2 separate regions of the Sus scrofa genome follow, and region 1 is linked to region 2. A link is a contact called in public HiChIP or PLAC-seq data. All regions are on one chromosome and are shown on one strand. Each heading gives the region's core, a stretch centred on a gene start, on an enhancer-like site or on the middle of the called end of the contact. The rest is flanking DNA. Distances are from core to core; before and after follow the strand shown.

What was found. HiChIP or PLAC-seq counts read pairs in DNA pulled down with a chosen protein or histone mark.
Region 1: an H3K27ac HiChIP or PLAC-seq map of alveolar macrophages shows a contact between it and region 2. The contact joins two enhancer-like sites. A contact is called at or near these places in 1 of 5 promoter capture datasets (fetal liver), 1 of 47 Hi-C or Micro-C datasets (liver) and 1 of 2 datasets of contacts at active chromatin or transcription factors (alveolar macrophages).

Annotation. Positions count from the first base shown.
Region 1 is chr7:98,228,056-98,233,255 of Sscrofa11.1, reverse strand. All of the region lies in intron 7 of EIF2B2 (translation initiation factor eIF-2B subunit beta), which reads right to left. It also overlaps a transcript of ACYP1 not described here. Among named protein-coding and RNA genes, the nearest start is that of EIF2B2, 27 kb to the right of the region's middle. Within about 2 kb of position 2,250, at least 2 of the 83 cell types and tissues checked have an H3K27ac peak or open chromatin away from gene starts, as enhancers often do. A contact at or near this core is called in alveolar macrophages, where this site is marked.
Region 2 is chr7:98,091,495-98,096,351 of Sscrofa11.1, reverse strand. It overlaps DLST (dihydrolipoamide S-succinyltransferase), which reads right to left. Exons shown (of 15, transcript NM_214397.1): 2 at 4,510-4,543; 3 at 1,896-1,944. Among named protein-coding and RNA genes, the nearest start is that of DLST, 2.8 kb to the right of the region's middle. Within about 2 kb of position 1,396, at least 3 of the 83 cell types and tissues checked have an H3K27ac peak or open chromatin away from gene starts, as enhancers often do. A contact at or near this core is called in alveolar macrophages, where this site is marked.

The DNA.
Region 1 (5,200 bases), core at 1,001-3,500, 140 kb before region 2:
ACTGAGCAAGGCCAGGGATTGAACCTGCAACCTCACAGTTCCTAGTCAGATTCATTAACCACTGAGCCACACGGGAACTCCTAATTTTATTTTTTAAACTGGGAGACTCTTGAACCATTTACAAGGGATGCTTGATCCTGTCAGGCCTGGAAAAGGCCAGATGGCTGAGAGCCCTGAGCATCACTGAGGGACTTGGATCCCCATTGTAGATGTGCATTGTAGACCTTCAGAGCCTCTGAAATCTGAAAGCCGTTCATCTTCTTTGATTTTCAAAATATGCCCTTTTATCCTGTTTACAATGTAAGTTTATTTTGTAAATGTCATAATGGATCAAAGGCAAAGTTCTATCATAATTATCACAGAAGTATAATTCATGAAGGTCAAATTTTGGTAGTTTTACTATTTCCAGAAAACAAATAGATTTGTTCCTAAAATTGTATTTACCTGGAATTCTTTATTGTTTAATACCAAAATCTCACTAATGGCATCTGAGATGAGAATAGCCACAAGATCTGCAGATGTTCAGAGAAATAGAGGGGACATATTTAAATTTCTCGATATTCTAGATTGTCACTCTGTTGGTTAGCTGCCACCAAGGAGATTTTTAGATAAAAGCACTTTTCTAAGTCAAGATATGTTTTTGTTACTCTTGAATACCAAAAGCAATCTATTCCTATAATTGACTTAATGTTTGTACATATTTTTGTAATGGACAAATATATTACTGATTTAAATTATGGTGAAATTAATGCCATCTAATAGCACTTTTTATGGCATGTTTCCACCTACAAAAAATATAACTGTTCAGTTATGATAGCATAAAGAATAAGCTATGAATGTTAAGCTAAAACTAGGATAGCATAAGTATTTATTCAGCAATATTTTTTGAGCACCTGTTATGTGCCTGGTGCATGCTGGGAACATAACAAAAATCCTCGCCCTTATGAAGTTTCTATGTGTTGTTTTGAAATATCAAAAATACAGCCCTGACATGAGTAAATTACTTTCATATATTCTGCTTCATTCAAGGAATGGACAACATCATGAACTTTGTTATGGATTATATAATCCTCTAGAATCAGGTGCAGGATTGATTTCTTAGGATTCCTAACTCTTGGTAATTCACATTGGCTCTAGTTTCAAGTTTGAGGTTACTCCCTCATAATTTATTATTTATTCCATTGTTTTGCCCGATACAGGATGTTCGGTATTCATCACAACCAGCTGCAACTCCTCCTAACCTCAAAGGAGTTTAAAATTCAGCATTTTGGGGCCTGTTCTGTGGTTACACATGCTGTCAGAAAAATTATAATCCATTTTTAAGTCTGAAGCTCTCATGCCATGAATTTGATGGTGTCATAGAAACAGCTTTTTAATCTTTAGTAGAAATAGGAACAACAGGCATTATCTATTTTGATCAAATTCAAGAGGAGAACTTTTATTTCAGTATAATCAATAACAATAAATGTCAATTCTTTGGCCAAAAATATTAAAGTTATAAGCTAAAAATATGTAATAATATAATTGAGAATCAGTCATCCTGTCAGTGAGAAAGAGATTTCCTGATAGGTTTGGCTTTGGGGTCAGGACATTCTGCTTCTCTTTCACACTTGAGAGTTTATAGCCTTGCTACTCAAAATCATGGTCTGTAAATAATGTCACCCAGGAGTTTGTGAGAATTGCACAATCTTGTGTCTCATCCCTAATCTACTGAATCAGAATCTGAATCTAATAAGATCAATAGGAGTTTCCTGGTGGCAGTGGGTTAAGGATCCAACCTTGTCACTGCTATGGCTTGGGTTGCTGCTGTGGTGCAGGTTTGATCTCTGGCCTGGAAAATTCCACATGTTGCAGGCGCTGCCAAAAAAAATTATCAAGATCCCTAGGTGACTGTCTGCTCATCAGAGTTTGGGAAGCTTGAGTCTAAAGCATGGCAAACTATGACCTAGGGCCAGATCTAGTAGCCATCACTGGTTTTTGTACAGTCAGGGAGATAAGAATGGTTTTTACTCTTTTTTTAAATTGATATATAGTTGATTTACAATGTTACCTTAGTTTCAGGTATACTACATTTTAAAATAGTTGAACAAAAGGCAAAGGAAGATAATATTTCTTGGGAGATTAAAATTACATGAAATTAATATTTTGGTGTCTGTAAGTAAAGTTTCATTGGAACACAGCTACAACACTCACATACTGTCCATGATTAAGAATGAGTAATTGAATAGTTGTGACAGAAACCATGTGTCCCAACAGCCTAAATCATTTACTGCCTGGCCTTTGACAGAAAAAGAGTGCTGACCTCTGATCTAAAGTGTAATACAATTACAGTCTTCATGGGTTTCAGAGTAGCTTGTGAATCAAAGTCAGCTGATTATAAAATGTGTGGTTTAATGAACCTTCATGGTATCAAAGTTGAATTAATAAAGCAAAATCAGGATATAAACATTAAGAATGTGGGGTTTTCACCTTGTTTTAGAAATGAAATACTAGTTCCCATCGTGGCTCAGTGGTTAATGAATCCGACTAGGAACCATGAGGTTGTGGGTTCGATCCCTGGCCTTGCTCAGTGGGTTAACAATCCGGCGTTGCCGTGAGCTGTGGTATAGGTCGCAGACGCGGCTCAGATCCTGTGTTGCTGTGGTCTGGCGAAGGCTGGCAGCTACAGCTCTGATTAGACCCCTAGCCTGGGAAAACTCCATATGCCGCGGGAGCGGCCCAAGAAATGGCAAAAAAAAAAAAAAAGAAAAGAAAAAAAGAAATGAAATACTAATGAACTAATGAGTTTTTCATCAGGGGATACATTTGTTGTAGTTTTTCCTATAGTTTCAACTTTTTAGGAAACAAAAGAAATAGTTGTGACTCTTCAGTTTGTGTGCTTCTCTTAGCTCATGTTGTTAAATAGTTTGAATTAACCTTTTGCTCCCTCACCACAACATGATTATTTTAATCTTGAGCTGAGAATTTGAAATCCTGGTCCTCCTTGCTGGTCTTCTAGGTGGAAACCTGCTAGTCTTAGTGGACCAGCACGCCGCCCATGAGCGCATCCGCCTGGAGCAGCTGATTGCTGGTAAGAATCTCCTGAGGTCTAGGAAAGCTTGGAGACTCCCCGGCAGAATTAATGTACCTGAAGGAGTTTTTCCAACTGTGACTATTGAGAAAAAAGATTAATTATAGTTTAAAAAATTAATGAAAAAATTAAGCTGGAGTCTGCTGGCTCAGGTTCTTTTATAACTGAAAGTACACAGTAATTCACTTTACTCATTCAAACACATGGGCCTTACTTATGTGGGCAGAGGCATATTTGCCATCTATTTATCATCAGCCCTAAGGATCAGGCTACTTTATTACGACAGTATGCCCGTGGGATCTCCCTTCTTCACAGTTCATCAAGTAGAGACCACCAGTACCTCAGAAGGCCCAACATTTTTGTTTTTATCTTAAAATGTAATTGTTTTTGAATAGGTAGTATAATCAAATCGGTTCCAATCGGAAAGGTGCAGAAGAATATAATAAAGTCTCCTTTCTACCTTTGTCCTTCATCCCACCCAGTTTCTCTCCCCAGAGGTAACCTGTATCACTAATTCATTATGTATTCTTCCAAAGTCAATGTGTGCTTTTTAACCTTTGCCACCCTTTTTTTCTCATCATGAGGTAGTGTTTCCCCAAGATGTAAAATGCCAAGAAAAATCTTTATTCCTGTGGTCAAATAATAAAAAATAAAAATAACAAAACCCTGGAATGTTAAAGAGTTAGGTGAGGACCTAGGGAGGTATAGCAGTAGAATGGCAATGATGTTACTTCCGTCCTCATTTTTCCTTGTAAAATAAGTTGGGAAAGATACAGTAAAAGCAGGGTTAGAAAAGCTTCCTTGCTATAGGCCCTGGGCCATTTGAGAACAGTACTGACCAGTTTTCTTCAGAGACTGGGAAATCCCTCTAAAGGAATGGGGAAGGCTTCTTGAGCCATTGGGTTGTGTAGTAAACCCCTCGTATCTCCCCAGTAATCCACCATAGTCAGCCTTTGTTACTGATACTACATCTGTCGCCTATCTGTAGGAACATTGCATTTGTTCATTTGAATGTAAGATTTAAGTCTTATATTTCTTATTTAAGAAAATACTGCTAGGATTTCCTGTGGTGGCGCAGTAGTTAATGAATCCGACTAGGAACCATAGGGTTGCAGGTTCGATCCCTGGCCTTGCTCAGTGGGTTGAGGATCTGGCATTGCCGTGAGCTGTGGTGTAGGTCGCAGACGCAGCTCAGATCCCGTGTTGCTGTGGCTGTGGTGTAGGCTGGTGGCTACAGCTCTGATTCGACCCCTAGCCTGGGAACCTCCATATGCCACGGGAGTGGCCCCAGAAAAGGCAAAAAGACAAAAAAAAAAAAAAAAAAGAAAAAGAAAATACTGCTAAAATGAATAAACAAACTAGATAGTTATTAGTCTGACTTTAATGGAAATTCAAAGCCAAAAATTGAACATTGAACTGAACACCGCTAAGCACTGTAATAATTCCATGACTGTGTCTTCATTTTTATCTGAATCTAGAAGACTTCACCTCCTGCCCTTAACCCATTCAACTTTCTCTCAATAGATTCCTATGAGAAGCAACAGGCACAAGGCTCTGGTCGGAAAAAATTATTGTCTTCCACTGTAAATCCTCCGCTAGAGATACCAGTGACTGAGGAACAAAGGAGACTCTTACGGTTAGTGCCACCACGAGGATGTGATGTTGCTAATGTACATTTGCACAATAATTCTGTGAGGTGTGAGCATAACTGTTGTTCCTTTGTTCGGATGAGGCACTGAGACCAAGAGATTATATGACTTGTTCAAGGTCATAACAAATATTAAGAGGTAGAGCAGGCACTCAGATGCAGGTCTTCTGACTCTAAATGTTGATCTTTCCACTATATCACAGCTGTTGAGTATAGGATAGCATTTCCCTGATAATTTTTTCCAGCAGTTGGCTTAGAATCCTCTTAGCATTTCTTGGAACAGTCTGTATTTATGCCGTGCTGTTTCTGAAAGCAGGGTTGCTGCAGTAATTGCTTCCATTCTGCCTTGCCTTGGTGCATTCTAGATTCTTAGTTTTCACTACCATAATCATACTGGGAAGAAAGTAAAACACTGGGCCACAAGGAAGGGGCAAATCATGTAGTGAGTCACAAGATAGGATGTATCCCCTTTGGGGGAGGGG
Region 2 (4,857 bases), core at 147-2,646:
CGTATGTTATTAAAAATTATAGATATAGGAGTTCCCTGATAGCTCAGTGGGTTAAGGATCTAGCACTGTCACACTGTCACTGCGTAGCAAAGGTTAATTCCTAGCCCAGGAACTTCTGCAAGTGGCAGCAAAAAAAAAAAAAAAAAAAAAAAAAAAAAAATGGAGTACAAAGTATTGTGTAAAGTTCAAAACCATGTTTCAGGGCAAGAACTAACAGGTAACATGTAAATGCAGAGACTGCTCTTTGAGGACACCTGAGAACCTGCAGTCCTGGCTGTCCCCAGGAGGAGGAACTTGGTGGCACCACAGAACAAGGATAAAATCTTCCCATGGATACTCTTTACTTTTGAATCATGTAAGCTATAAATAAACACATAAAAATCTTTTATTGTAAAACTGTATTTGGGTGTACCCATTGTGGCTCAGTGGTAATGAACCCAACTACTCTCGGTGAGGATGTGGGTTCCATCTCTGATCTCACTTAGCAGGTTAAGGATCCAGCATTGCCGTGAGCTGTGGTGTAGGTCGCAGACGTGGCTCAGATCTGGAGTTGCTGTGACTGTGGTATAGGCTGGCAGCTGTAGCCCCAGTTTAATCCCTAGCCTGAGAACTTCCATATGCCACGGGTGTGGCCCTAAAAAAAAAATTTTTTTTTTTTTTTTTGTTTAAGTAAAATGATTATCTTATTCACAGAAAAGAGACATTGAACAACATAAAAACTGTTATTAGAGTAATACTCTCATCCAAGGTGTAATCCTTATCCCTCAAAGTTTAGGGGTTTTTAAAAATAATTTACTTTAAAATGGTTATTTGTGGTGTTTATTATTGTTCGGAGATTTGTGGTTGCTCCAATTTTCATTTAAATTGCAGATGAGTAATATTGTGAATCTCCCTGAATAATTTTTAAATTATAAAAGTAATCTCACAGTAGATGTTCACAGTATGACAGTTAGAAACAGCAAAAAGAACATTTACAATGGGATTATACCATACGGTAGAAAAGAGAACCATTTTATAACCTGCTTTTTCCCATCTATAGAATGAATAAAGCTTAACCAATCCCCTGTTATTTGGCCATTTTAAGAGAAATGTGGGTATGCTGGGCATTCTTCAGTATAGACTCCTAAAAATGGAATTGCTATATCAAAAGGTTCACTCAGTTCAAATACTTATGAATGCCAAACTGCACTCCAAAAATAACACAGGAACTCATATTTCTAGTAGTGTGTGCATCAGTTTCTCAAATAAAAAACCAAAAGACCAAACACTGTAATGCGCACTGAAGAAGGCGCTAATCTGCTGACCCTTCATTTTGAAGATTCCCCCTGTAGAGAAAGTAGCTTGACAGTGCTAGAGAGCATCCTCTTAGCACCACCCTGAAAACACTTGGAATGCAAAGTAGCATTAAGCAACACTCATAAGCAGAAGTTAACCTCAAACGCGCATGGGTGGCCTTTCTCCAAACCTTGCATTATGCAATAATAGAATTATAATTAGCAAGACTCTTTGCTTTTACTGTTTTTAAAGGGAGTAACTATGCAACCAAAAAGATGCTCTTAATCGCCGCAATAAATGTAACCTCCAGCTTTTCAGCTTCACTTGTATCCAACCAGAATATTTAGGAGCACCCCACTACATCTATTCTCATAAAAAGAGGGTTCCAGCTTCACCTTCATTATAATTTAAACACCTGAGGACAGGCACACTCCTGGTCCAGCACTTAACATGGAGCTAAAGCTCAAGCACATGTCATGAATTAACATCAAGGTTAGATCTAGGGACTCAACACAAACAGTCTGATTTCTAGGTTTGAAAGTCAATGAAGAAAGCAGACAGTCAAACTGATGTCTTAAATACCCCGTGTCCACATATCTATGCTCCCCAGTGATACTTACACAATCTTCCTGCTGTCAGGGTAACCTGGTCCCTGACATAAGGAGATCCCTGCAAGAAACAAAACAACTCTTAACCAACAACTCTTTATCTTACACAGGATACCTGCTGGGAATGGAAAAGACGTCTGTTCACCCCCTAACTGAGATAGAGCAGGATCAACAGCAAGCAATAATATCATCTTTATCAGAAAGTCCTGCTTCTTAAAACTTTTCCACCAAAGTAACTGTTATGGCAGAGAACAGGTATGTGGGACTGTGGGTGGGAAGGTGTTTGAGGAAGAAAGGGGAGAATTCTATCATCTTATTTACCTTAAAATTCATAAACTCTCATTATCCCTACATGTTTTCATAATAAAGTGCCTCTACTCTGCAAGTCTTCAAATACAACTGAAGCTTAAGAAAAACACATGATGGCTTATCTTGTGAAGACACAGCCTAATCAGAGGAGCAGTGGAAATGTTTGATCTGAGTTTGTTTCCCTGGTTATTTAAAATACACTGAGCTGGAAGTCTTGTTGCCTGTACCTCAGCAGCAAAGACTGGGCTACTTTAGGCCCAAGGACTCCAGCTGGTTCTAGGACTGAGCAAATCATTATCCCTTCTTTCAGTGTTTTGTCTTCCCCCCTCCCTGAGACCTTCCACTCTGGTCACACTCAACAAGGTGGGAGCTCCTCTCTGCCCCACCAACTGTCCTTAGCACAGATGACTGCATTTCCTCAATAACTAATCACTCTATCTGCTTCACCTGAATATATTCTCTCCTGGGTCTTACTTTTTCAGATCTATTAATAACTCTTTCTGAACCATGGGCACAGGAGCCACTGAACGGGAGACAATTCTCTCTTGTGCCCACCTCCATGTCCAGTAGCCAATGACTATGCAGTAAAAACCCCAAGCATAGCATGTATTTGAGCTAGAACAGCCAGCCCATACCAACTTCTGGAATCCTAAGTCCAACTCAGAATTCATCTTATAGCAAGTTTCATTTGTACAGTGCTTTGGAGTTGATAAAAATCCTTCACATAATGACCTCATTTTGATTTTCGCCTCACAGCTCCCTGAAGCGGAACAACCATCTGCCATGATCCCCATTTCATACATAAGAAAGGCTTCTGGAGGTTAAGTGACGAGCCCAAGGAGAAGTGCTGAACCACAATGTAAACCCCAAATACAAAGCTCTTCCCATTGTCCTGCTAGTCTCTAAAATGGAGAAAACCTTTACTGACATTTTTCAGGATTCCAAACTAAAAAGTTTATTACTGAGAGTCCTGAGCTAACATTGTGCCAGGTGCCTATGACCTCATGGCTCTTAGAATAAAGTCCAAAAACTTTACACATTCCTGCCCAGCCCTCCCAGACAGGCTTCCTTTCCATTTCTATGACGAGTCAAGTCTTCCTGCCTGAAAACCTTTGCACAAGCAATCCCCTTTGCCTAGAATATCGTTCTCTCAGCCAACTCCTATGGATTCTTTAAGACTTGGCTTAAATGTCACTCCTGTGGGGGAAGCCTTTGCTGATATTACCGCTGCACTCTCCACCTCCCAAGCTGGCTACTTCATCCCACCCTCTCATTACACTCCACTTCTCTTTCATAGTAGTTACAATGTAATTATGTCCTTCCATATGCATAAACATGTATTTGTTGTCTCTCCTGGTAGCCCATAAGATCCTGGAGGGTAGAGACCATCTATATCCCTGTCACCTAGGACAGTGCCTGGCATGCAGTGACATTTTAATAAATAATTTATGTAGTGCATGAGTAAATGATAACCTGGTGGGTTAGGGGTTCAAGCAGAAGAGTAGGTAGGCCTGGCTTGACCAGTAGTTGTCCAAGTGACCTTGGTCAAAGCACTTAACCTCTCTTAGCCTTGAATGATACATGCGTAAATAAAGAAAATTTCTCTTTTACTGTTTTTTAATGATTAACTGAAAAAAAGTACAGAAAGCACTCAGAACAATGCTTGGCACACAGAATGCCCATAATACGATCAACTCATTCAACAAATATTTGTATCATGTGTATAAAAAACTATTGGGATAAAACCAAAATTCTTTCTCCTAGTCTCGATACCTCGTGGCACTCTACCTCATGGCACTCTCTCCCTTAACCAAAATGCTCTGGTCAAATCACCTTTTTTTTTTTTCCAGTAACGAAATACTGCCAAGGTCTTTACTTCCTCAGGGACTCTGCACTTGCTATTCCTTTTCCCTCTCCTGCTCTTCATCACCCTGGCCTCTGTCACATCCTGTGGGTCACAGCTTTAGTGTCCTGCTTCATTTGTTTCCTTCTCAGCATTTAACCAAGATTCACGATAGTCCATTTGTTTAACAATTTACACCGTGTCCTTCCCACTAGACTGTATGGTCTACGGTCTAGTACAAGGAGAACCACTCACTGATGAATCCCTAGTGAGTGCCTAGCACAGTGCCTGACACATTGCGGATACTGAGTAACTATGTGCTAAATGAATAAATGATGTTTGTTATTAAATAGCATCTTGTTTCATTCCTATCTATCTGAACACCATGCGGAGAAACACAGGCACCCCATTTCCTCACATACGGCTCTGCCCAGGAGGAGAGCATTTTTAGGTGACAGCAAGGGCAGAACTTACCAGGCAGGGAACGTCTCCCTAGAGGGCAGTTCCCCTGTGGAGAAAGAAGACATTATCGACGTCACCCAGAGGAAAGAAACAGCTTTCTCTCTTAAATACAGACTCAAAGCTGTCCCGGTGCTGGTGACAGGTGAAATCTCATGACGCCGAAAGCTAATGGCAACAGCCTAGGCGTGCTCTCACTCCGTCAGCACGCTGGGCCTGCCAAACTATCTCAACTTTCCAACGGGGCTGATACCCACTGATTTTAACAGAGAGGAAACGGGCCCTTGGATCCCGTCGGAGCATTCCGTGGCGCCTCCTCCCCAACTCTGAGTCTCGTGTCGGAGCGGGCGCGGCTCCTCCGCC